4 separate regions of the Sus scrofa genome follow, and regions 1, 2 and 4 are each linked to region 3. The links are chromatin contacts, called in public Hi-C maps. All regions are on one chromosome and are shown on one strand. The core of a region is the stretch at or near the end of the contact, and the rest is flanking DNA. Distances in the headings are between cores, read along the strand shown. Region 1 overlaps DLC1 (rho GTPase-activating protein 7). Region 2 overlaps DLC1 (rho GTPase-activating protein 7). Region 3 has its middle 33 kb from the start of DLC1. Region 4 overlaps DLC1 (rho GTPase-activating protein 7).

Region 1 (2,700 bases), core at 168-2,667, 400 kb after region 3:
GATGTCTCTCCTAGAGGACCTTGGTCCACTGGAGAAAATATGGCATTTGGTAAATATTTTGAACACAGATATGTTTTCTTCCTAGGAGAGTAAGTGTGCATTTCTCTGTGAGTATCTAATGCTCCAAATCTCCAAGTGCAGATTTGGAGTATGCTTATTCTAAGTACTGGCCACTCTTTTTTCAACCATTTGATGATTTACTATATTATATTTAGTGCACATTGAAGCCTGCACCCCAAAAAATGCTGATAAGAAGCATAGTTCTCTGAAACTCGGTATCAGGCATGCCTGTGAACTTTGGAAAGGCCACAGATATTCCATATAAATTACCAAAATAGATGCTCATTTCCTTCGAAGACTTATTTAAAATGGATTGTTGGTTGAAATCCAATGAGTGCTGGCAGATTTCCACCTCCCAGGGAGCACCGTGGTAATTACAACTTGTTGGCATTCTTTTCAGCAATTTCAGAAGGGATACCAAACCGAGAATTAAGCACTCCAAGAGGTTGAATCATCCTTTCACCCTTGAATGTACTCACTTCCTTTGGTTCTGGCCAAAGTTTTTTGGAAGATATTCTCAGGAACTTCCGTTGCTGTTATAAGCAGTAGAAAAACAGAAAGCAACAACCAGGATTGGGTTGCTGCGGCAGAAACAAAGATAAATGCCTCTGATCCACTGTGTTAGTAGGAGGCAGTGGGAGGAATAAGTAGACTTCAATCATAACTGTTGCACTAAACTATCAACCAGGACAGTGGATTCCATTCTTTTTTTAACTTTGAAAGTAGCATTTTTAAAAAAACTCTTTGTTTAAATTGCCCTCCTTCCTCCTAATTCCAAAAAAAAAAGATTATTCCAGAAATCTTCCTGGCATTCCAGTTTGATATAAGGCATTGTCACTGATGGTCTTCAAAAAACTCATCTCTTAAGGGAGAAAAGATGCTATGTCGAAAAGTCAAAGCAACAGAATCACAGACTTTGAAAAACTTATGTTCACCAAAGAGGACGAGGTGGGGGGAATGGAGGGATTGACTGGGGGGTTGGGACTGGCACATGCACCCTGAGGTATATGGAATGGTTAACCAATGAGACCTGCTATATAGCACAGAGAACTGTACCCCATATTCTATGATAATCTATGTGAGAAAAGAATCTGGAAGAGAATGGATATGTATGACTGAATCACATTGTTGTTTAGCAGAAATTATTATAACCTTGTAAATCAACTATATGTCAATAAACTTAAACAAAAAAAAGTAACACTCCTTGGGAATAACGTAGGAACAGTCCCAGGGAAACTCGTATTCCCTAGCCAAACGATGAGGATCAGGAAGTGCAGATGCACCCTGAGCCAGGAGGCCTCTCCACCAGGAAGACCTGAAGGAGAGAAGGCTTAGGTTGGGTTGCATCAGAATGGACAGAGGGGAGGAGGGTGCTGGTGAGCAAGGGGATAAGGCAGGAAAGAATGAGGTCTGGAAGCAGAGGAACTTTATCAAGAAGCCAACTGTATTAGTTTGCTCTGGCTACCTTAGCAATACCCCAGACAGGGTGGCTTAAACAATAGAAATTTATTTTCTCTTGGTTCCAGAGGCAGAAAGTCCAAGCTCAAAGTGCAAGCAGGGTTGGTTTTTCCTGTGGTCTCCATCCCTGGTTTTCAGTTACCTTCTTACCGCTTTGTCCTCAGAGAGTCTTACCTCTGTGCCCTGCCCTCCCAGCGTCTCTTCCTCTTCTTACAAAGACACCAGTCATGTTGGATCAGGGCCCAACTTAATGTCCTCATTTTAACTCAATTACCTCTTTAAAGTCCCATCTCCAAATACGGTTACATTTTAAGGTACTAGGGATCGAGGCTTCCGTGTTAGAAGTTTCAGAGACACAATTTAGCCCATAACAGAAATGAAACAGAGCCCCTGACTTGGATGGTTCCCTGCAAGTGCCAGAGGTTAGAGTGGTCCATGTTGTAATCAGGAGACACTTCCATATAAGTTTGTCTGGTAAATTGCCAAGTGAGATGTCAAAAGAAAAGAGCCTGAATCTTCACATTTCCAGTAATTCCTATGATGTGTTTTTTCATTCTAAATTGATATTCACTTTCATATCTAATTTTGTATTGGTAATGTTGTCATCTTTTTGATAAAGAGGGCATCATCCAAAATTGCAAAGCAGTAGGTTTCACAAATGGACCCACTCTTCAAAGTATGAAATACACATCAGATTTCAAAGTCTTACTGGGAGATTAAGAATGTAAAATCTCTCATTAGTACTCTTTATATTGATCATTTGTTGAAATGATGATAGTTTGGACATATTGGGTTAAGTAAACTATCTCTATTACTAAGATTAACTTCACCTGTTTCTTTTTTAAAGAGGCTACTAGAAAATTTTAAATGACGAAGGCTGCTACATCATATTTCTATTGCTCCAAACTCTCATAATACATCTATCTCATGACACATACTTCTCTCCGGCCCTGCTAAAGCCTGGAGCTTGTAGGGAAGCAAAGGCCAAGAGTGCCATCTTCTCTTACCTTCATGCAAATTGTATTCCTAATTTGGATCTGAATACATTTTAACTTAATCATAGTTGCATTTCGTGGTTGGGGCCTGAGTATCATCACTTGAGTTCTTAAATAGGTTTTTTCTCTCTTGGCTGGAATTCCAGTCATGTTGGCACTGAGGAAAGAATATTTAGAGTTTAAAACA
Region 2 (2,700 bases), core at 152-2,651, 380 kb after region 3:
GAAATGTTTCAATACCAATTAATGCTGATAGTTTGGTTTGGAACATTAAGCTAGTTTTATGTATTCTCTTTTTACCATATTTAATGAATATCTTTGGTGGTCAGTTTTTTCTTCTAGACTTTTAAACCTTTATTGCAATGCAGAAAAATAGCAAGGGAATAATAAAAAATAGACATAACATGAAAAAGTAAGTCTTCACAGACGCAAACAGATTATATTATTTTAAATGTGCATTGATTATTACTTAAATAAAGCACAGCTGGCTTGAGTACAGAGATGTGACACAAGATATTAAGCACCAGTTGAGGGAATTAGAAGACCATCTTGTCTGATGGGCCAGAGGAGCAATTTTGAATGAGTTTCTATTATGTGCACTCCTCTGTACAAAATGATTTAAATATAGTCTTTCACATTATCCTTTAATAAACCTATAGTGTTACTCTCCCCATTCTGCAAATGAAGACATTAAGGCACAAATACATAGGAAGATTGCAGAAAATCACACAACTACTAACTGATAGAACTAGGATTTCATCCAGGTCTGTTTGATTCCAAATCCTAAGCTCATTTCATTATAGCAGAGAAAGAAGGCCCCTTTCCTAGAAAACAGGATGGTGTGGAAGAACAGTATCACAGAAAAATAAGCAGCAGAAGCAAGAGGGACGCTATAGTAGGAAACAAAGGGTTCTGGAATCACCAGGTGGTGCTTGGATTTTATAAACACTTTTGAAATTTTAACAAGTAGATTTTGGGAGCTTCTGATGAAGGAGCAATCAGATGGCAAGAGCCAAGGGGAAATTTTTTTTTAATTAATATCTTACTTGCCTTTTAAAAGATGTATCTAACCTCCATGAAACATTGTCAGTATACCACCAGATTCTGATGTGGAATGTAAATTTCCCTTCTCAAAACTGTTTTAGCACAGTGGCTCAAAACCCAACCAACATAGGATCATCTGCACTAAAGACCTTTTTTGGTTAAATTTCCTTACCGCAATCAGAAGGGATTGAAGATATGGGGCTTCCTCTATCCCTTTCTTATTTAAGTTAGCAAGGGTGGGTAATTTAGTGATTTAATAAATATGTACGTTTTGAGGGTGGCCCTAAGTTTCCTGCTGTAACATCTGTGTTATCTTCTGTTGCACAGTACTGTGAATGCCAAAGTTTGCCAAATATAATTTGATGAAAATAATCAAAAGGCCTTCTAAGACATCGGAATTTCATTCTTCTTTGTTGTCTCTTAGAAAAGACCTAGCTAAGTCTAGCTGCTGCTTGGCAGTGCTTTCCTTGGCATTAAGAAGTGGAAGCCTTTGGAAACAATTTTTCCCATTATGTGGAATAGGACGCTGAGTAAGAATTCTGGTCACCAGCCAGTTTTTGAGGTCTCTTCCCAATCTAGATGTCTCTCGTTGGGTGTGCTGCCAGAAGCAATCATCCGGGTCAGTGATGTCTAACATCTCCCAGGGAGACAATGAGGTGGCGACACAACAGCATTTGTTTATTTGTAGGGAAAACTCGTGAAAGGTGATGACCCTAGTGCAGAGCTGAGAAAACCCAATGAGTTTAAAGTGGCTAAGAACTGAAGACTGAAAAGATAGTCCCTTCACCGTCTTGTGCACAGGGTAACCTCCAGTACTCCCTTGGCCCAAGTCTATGCCATTAAGTTTAAAATGCAGTCACCTAACACCTTCTTATGTAGGGCTGCCTTTCATCACTCAGCCCACAGCCTTTCTTGCCGACATTCTGGGCTGTGACTGTGTGGTTGTCATTGAGCTTCTTGTGCAGGGCACACATATCCATGGGAACAGTTAACAATCCCTATTTGAAACTATATTTCAAGGGGCACTGTAATGCAATAGTAAATCAAAGACCATGTTTAGTTCCTTGTGATGTATGGATTCACTCTGATGTAGAAAAAATAAATATGCTATGTATGTCCACACCTCTCTCCTTCGTAAGAACACAGTGTTTATAAAACAAATGTTATAAAAATGGATGAACTGTGAGTGATCCCAAGGATAGTTACTTCTTTTCTTAAGGGTAATAAGAAAATAATAGTTGATTAAAAGATCCAAAGAACATATCATTCTATTTTATGTGTTCACTTATTGGGAGTTGTATTTAACAATTTAGGATCATTTGGTCTCTGATGAAAATGCACTTTGTGCTTTGAAGTTCTTGCTTGGATCAAAATTGTAGAATGTAGAGACTTTCCTTACCATTTCTGCATGAACCTCACTTGTCCCACCAGACATTCTGCTCAGGCCTCCATCTTTATCTGGGTCATCCTTATTCTTCCTTCCTGAAAATTCAAATTTCATGTTTCCTCTGTGCTCAGAAACCTACCTTGTTCAAACCATTATCAGCCATTCAGATTTTTTTTATTGTGGAAAAAAAGAAAAATTCACAATGAGTATTTAGTGTTTTCACAGTGCTAAGCACCATCACCATTATCTAGTTCCAAAATGTTTTAATCACCCCAAAAGGAAACCTTCATAACCATTGAGCATTATTCCCCATTTCCATTGCCCCCCAACACCTAGAAACCACAAACCTGCTTTTCTGAATGTGCTCTTCTGTATATCTCATGTAAATGCAAGTATACAATATGTGACCTTTTGTGTCTTCACTTAGCATAATATTTTGTTTCATCCATTATGTAGCATGTATCAGTATTCCATCCCTTTTATGGCCAAATAGT
Region 3 (2,700 bases), core at 183-2,682:
AAAATAATCAGATCAATAACATGTTTTTTAAAAATTATGGAAGATACAAGATATTTTGGAAACCAAGGAACAGATTAGTTGACTGTTTCATTTGGGGTTTTTCTTTCACTCACTTTTCAAACTGGAGTTTGTGAGTTTGCCTGATAAAGTTCAATCAACTGGCTCAATAGAGAAGTGTAATCTAGCTTCCTGTGTCCAAGTAAGATTTTTAGTAACACCTTTTAAAATGATGAGATGGCAATTACCTCCTGTACCTCATACCAGTTCAAAATGAAATGAAATTCAAATCCATTACTTGGTTAAAAGGTCACATTCTAGTCCATCTTTGCCAAAATTAAACAACGCTGTAGTTTCCCAGGAATTCCCTATGTTTACAAGTCTTAAAAAATAATTATTCAAGGACATTTCAAAAGTTTGCATTAATTACCAAGAGAAAAAGACATTTTAAGAATAGCATAATAAGTCATAATAAGATCTCCCAAGTACATAAAGTGTTAGGGATGTACAGGAGTTGGTGACCAGCTTGGTTTCCACCAGGAAGGGTGCCTGACTGCAGATCTCCAAGGGCCTTGGCAAAGCCAGTGACCATGCCCTTCCTCAACACCCATGGAAATCCAGCAACCATCTAAGAGGGTGCCTGGAAAAAGATGCCCTGTAGGAGCAGTAATTTAACCTTTTAAAAATTAGGTTTTAAATGTTTTAAAAATTAAGTCCAGGGGCTTTGGGAGCACCTCTCCATTAACCCAAATACTTGCAGCATATTCTAAGTTACAATCATGCATATCATGCATGGAAAAAAATAGTGTGAGAAAGAACAGCTTGATCTTCAAGTAAAGGGTTGACGTCTAAGGATATTTTCTAAGGATTTCAGAAATGAAATGCACTCTCAGATGGCTGCTTTACCATGTTTGATAAGTTAAGGGAGATCATCATCATCCACATATATCCTTTTCTCTCCCCCTCCTCTTCCTTCTCCTTTCCCAGTTCTCCATATGTTTTCGCCTATATGTTTTGTGATTTGAAAGTTCCTAGTGTGTAACTATGTGGGGAAGGCAACATATTCCACAGCAATTGACTCTAATGGATATTATTCCAAATTGCGCTTCCCTGCAACATGCAAAAATTGTGAACTTGATACATCTTAACTGAAAGAGGCACAGAAAGCAGTTAATAAATATTGGTCAAGGCCAGCCTCCTAGAGTATGCCATCCCCGTCTCCATGTCCCAGCCATCACCAGATCGTTATGTGACATTTGAGAATTTGGAGGTCATATACAATTATCTCCAATGTAATAAAGTGGGTTAGAGTAAACATGGGGTGATCAATTAAAGGATAACTTAATCAGAAAGTACCCTTGCCTAAATACTGGGTGCTCTCTCTCTTGCAGTTGGCCATTAAGAACATTATTTGAGAATTGCATAATTATGTAGATCAAAAATGGAAATTGTGTGACAGGTCAGAGGGAAAAACAAGGACGTCAAAATAGAAGAAATCAACCCAAGGATTCTGGATTTTATAGCACCTTCCCAGGGCAAAGTAACCAAAATCAATGTCAAAGTATATCATCCTGATTCCAGGGCATGTTTTAAATGTGCAGAAACTGGATCCAAGTAAACATTTAATAAATATCTACTTTTTTAAAAAAGTAAATAGCTCTGGTCAGAGTCTGCTTGTTCCTTTCCATGGTCCCTCAGAGATGTGAAAGTTCTTGGATCGCTTTCAGGTTCATGCCTTCATAGTCACATGCCATGGAAGTTATTATTGGCCAAGAAATAAGTGCATGCCAATTCAGTTTGTGCAATATTAATGCTCTGGAATGTAAAAAGTGCCAACCATATGAACATATTGCTACAAATAATCTTGAATAATAAAGATCATATTTTTTAACCTTAATACAAGTTTATTTCAATTAAAAATCATCCAGAAGTGAATGGATAACCTGACATCAAGAAATGGCAATATATAAAACATAATCGATTAGTAGCCTTAATTTACTTTGCTATGTGATTCATCACTAACAACTTTTGAATATCCCTGATATATAGTGAATTGAAATCTCAAGCTACTGAATAGTTATTTGATGTTAACAAAGAACAGATTATATTCAGATCTTGTGCAGTTTATAGTGCATCTGATTTTTATTAGTGTTTGGCTGGTTGCTTCCTTAATTCTTCCAATTTTTTTTTTTTTTTACTAAAGTTGTTCTCAGTTGAGTTTAGCAAGCAAGATGAGCTCTCATTTTATTATCAAAGTTTCCAGCACATAATAATAAAAAGCTATGATGTAGTTGTATAAATATCCCAATTGCCTAGCAATAAGAAAGAACATACAAATAAGATAAATAATTATCAACTGAGGCACACTCCAGGAAATTATCCCAGTGTTTTTCTTTTTCAATTCTAAATCTATTGCTTTTTTTCTTCCAAGGTAATGGCACCATTTCTATTTGGAATACAGATATACTTTTTATCACATTCACATTTTTACTGAGTAGTTATAGATGGATATATTAGGTAGATATATTAAGAAAAACAGTATCATAATTAAAAATGTTTGAACATATCTAATGTTTCAGAAATTCTATTACTAATTAGCAATAACAGACTTTTTGTTTGTTTGTTTGTTTTTTAGGGCCACACTCAGGGCATATGGAGGTTCCCAGGCTAGGGGTCTAATAGGAGCTACAGCTGCTGGCCTAC
Region 4 (2,807 bases), core at 136-2,635, 430 kb after region 3:
TATTCCCATGGTATCTCGTTTCAAAGAATTCTACTGCTGTAAACTAGTGGATAAACATTTTGCCTTTTTAAAAAAAATGTATTTTTGATATCGAGTAGTAGGTGTGACAAGTAAAAATTGAGAGGAAAAGCATGAGTTGCTCTGGTAGGACAGGAAAAAGGATGATCATTGTGATCCAAATGTGGTGAAAATTATAAAAGCTACCTTCCCACTCAGAGTGTGAAAAGTATACCAGAGAATCTCCAGGACTTAACGTGTAGATCAAATTTAAAGATAGTCGCAATGTCACATGTTTAGATTCTAGAGCTCAGAACAGCATTTTTCAAGTTCCCGCTTTAGATCGCAGCCCCTGCAATATATGCATTACTTTTGTGAAGGGACATACCCTCTGATCTTTCTTTACTCAGCCTGCCTAGATTAAGTTCAGTTAGCCTATGATTTGGAAACCAATAAATAGCTACAGGGTGATTACCAATGTTTTGTTATTTTTCAAATGCTAAATTACCTCTAATCACACCCCCTCCATCCCACTTTTTAAATAGCTCTATTTATTCCCATTGTTCCCTCTGGAGCTAACTAGCAGGCTCTCCTGCAAAACCACATGTTCTTCTTCTCAGTGGTGAATTTTCTTTTCCCTGACTCCTCCAGGCTCAATTTCACTTTCCACTCTTATGCTTTATCTAACCACACCTCCTCAAATTGCATGTAAATTTTTATTTTTTTGTTTTACCCCCAAAGTATCTTAAGGTCTCTGAGCTCTCAATGTGTCAGAGTACTGCAAACTTACTGGATGGTTTCTACTAAAAAGAGGGAAAGATAGTTGCAGTGGGCAAACTGCACTTGATTTGTAAATTACAGTCCAGAGAAGCCTGCCTCTTCTAGCTTAAGTAATTGAGTTTGCAAGGTCAGTGTGACATGCATGACAGGTCCCAAAGAGCTCCCAGTAAATCAGTCTGAAGGTTTTGCGTGAACACCATTCACATAATTGTTTATACTTCCTGTCAGGAATCAAGTTCCAGTCACTGCAGTTAATCCTGGCATTTTAGTTTAACCTTCCTACCTGGGGGGAAAAAAAAAAAGTTATTCCATCACAAAGGCAATAGGAGGTGACAATTCATTCTCCCTCTACTGTGTTTTCTGAATATATACATTGAGTTCAGCCAAGTTTTCACTGTCGAAGGGGCAGAGGCATCAGGTGGCTCCATCATAATCTTGTAATAATTATTACATGCTGGCTGCATCCACCTTGGCATGCTCTCTCACAAGCCTTTCGCCTAGAATCCCTGACTTTTGAGTAGCAAACATTGTCTTTAGCCAGATCAGATACAGGGACATTTGGACTTTTCATAACCTCCATGCTAGAGTCTATAAATGGAGGAGCCCACCCTTTCCTCCTCCAAACTAACTGCTATGATTAAGCCCTGGAAGGAAGGGATGGGAGGTGTGTGAGTACATAGCCCACCAATGACTCAAGAGTCAGAATTTCCGAGGGAAAATATTTGATGGATTTCTCTAGGCTCTGGTGGGAAAGAAGAGAAGAGTTTTCCTCAGGGTGTCTCACAAGGCAGAATAATATAAGGCAAAGTTAGAGCTAATATATAAAAAGCATCTGGTGCATCCAGCACACTTTAACCTTGTAACCTTGTAATCATTTGGCACAGTGGGAAGAAATTCAGAAGAAAACAAAACTATGCACTCAATATCTTTTGTTTGACTGATACTTGGATCCTTCGGGATGGCCTTTTGAGCAACATATTGATGGGGGGAAGTTACTCTAAGGCACAGCTTGAGGTAAGGGCTGCAGTGGTTGGTCAGCAACATATAGAACAATGTATTATTTAAACTAACTTTCCAGTAGAAAAGAATAGTACTGTATATTAATTTTAAATATTGTAGCTACATTTTTTTGTCTTTTTTTCTTTTTGCTAGATTGTTGGGTTGATTCTCCTTGCTGATTAAGTAAAGCAACAGGAAAGTAAATTATTCCATTTCCTCGAGTTTGAAAAGTTAAAAAAAGAGGGAATGCTATATTCTGAATAAATCTAGAAAGCACATCGCTTTTTTAAAAATCTTAAAAATTAGGAGTCATGATGAAAAATCAAACAAGATTAGTCTAATTTCCTCTATTCAAAAATGTTTTGATGGAGTTCCCGTCATGGCGCAGTGGTTAACGAATCCGACTAGGAACCATAAGGTCACGGGTTCGATCTCTGGCCTTGCTCAGTGGGTTAAGGATCCGGTGTTGCCATGAGCTGTGGTGTAGGTTGCAGACACGGCTCGGATCCCACGTTGCTGTGGCTCTGGCGTAGGCCAGCGGCTACAGCTCTGATTAGACCCCTAGCCTGGAAATCTCCATATGCCGCGGGAGTGGCTCTAAAAAAGGCAAAGAGACAAAAAAAAAAAGTTTTGATTTTTATCAAACAAAAAGTAGGAGGTTTAAATTCCATTTTCTAAGCTTTAGGGTTATAGTTAATATATTCAGATAAAGTTATTACTGACCTGCAGCCCTGGGTTCTTTTATTCCTCATGCAAACTATTAAATGATATCTTTATTGAGTTTTCATCAATAAGTATTATTTAGCAGGAAATCTCAAATAATGGCATAGCCCTAAATTAGGAAGATTTTCAACGAAGTTATGATAGCCTTCAAATTATAAATTAGTACAAACAATGTAATTTAAAATATGGGGAAACTTATTCAATATTAGAATATTAAATATTAATTAAACATTTTGATTAAATTTTATTTAATTAAAAGTGTTACAGGCCAATAAACTGGGAGATGAGTTTTTGAGGCAAGGAATAAC

The links. Hi-C and Micro-C count contacts between places; a contact is called where the count stands out from the background.
Region 1: a Hi-C map of retroperitoneal adipose tissue shows a contact between it and region 3, with 1.8 times the contacts expected there. The contact joins two enhancer-like sites. A contact is called at or near these places in 4 of 47 Hi-C or Micro-C datasets (embryonic fibroblasts, epiblast stem cells, fibroblasts and 1 more).
Region 2: a Hi-C map of fetal heart ventricle shows a contact between it and region 3, with 3 times the contacts expected there. The contact joins two enhancer-like sites.
Region 4: a Hi-C map of fetal heart ventricle shows a contact between it and region 3, with 4 times the contacts expected there. The contact joins two enhancer-like sites. A contact is called at or near these places in 2 of 47 Hi-C or Micro-C datasets (embryonic fibroblasts and fetal heart ventricle).

Annotation. Positions count from the first base shown.
Region 1 is chr17:1,266,283-1,268,982 of Sscrofa11.1, reverse strand. The region is part of intron 5 of DLC1 (rho GTPase-activating protein 7); the gene reads left to right. Among named protein-coding and RNA genes, the nearest start is that of KIAA1456, 210 kb to the right of the region's middle. Within about 2 kb of position 1,417, at least 10 of the 83 cell types and tissues checked have an H3K27ac peak or open chromatin away from gene starts, as enhancers often do. A contact at or near this core is called in retroperitoneal adipose tissue, where this site is marked.
Region 2 is chr17:1,287,077-1,289,776 of Sscrofa11.1, reverse strand. All of the region lies in intron 5 of DLC1 (rho GTPase-activating protein 7), which reads left to right. Among named protein-coding and RNA genes, the nearest start is that of KIAA1456, 230 kb to the right of the region's middle. Within about 2 kb of position 1,401, at least 8 of the 83 cell types and tissues checked have an H3K27ac peak or open chromatin away from gene starts, as enhancers often do.
Region 3 is chr17:1,668,818-1,671,517 of Sscrofa11.1, reverse strand. No RefSeq gene overlaps it. Among named protein-coding and RNA genes, the nearest start is that of DLC1, 33 kb to the right of the region's middle. Within about 2 kb of position 1,432, at least 12 of the 83 cell types and tissues checked have an H3K27ac peak or open chromatin away from gene starts, as enhancers often do. A contact at or near this core is called in retroperitoneal adipose tissue, where this site is marked.
Region 4 is chr17:1,239,864-1,242,670 of Sscrofa11.1, reverse strand. The region is part of intron 5 of DLC1 (rho GTPase-activating protein 7); the gene reads left to right. Among named protein-coding and RNA genes, the nearest start is that of KIAA1456, 180 kb to the right of the region's middle. Within about 2 kb of position 1,385, at least 4 of the 83 cell types and tissues checked have an H3K27ac peak or open chromatin away from gene starts, as enhancers often do.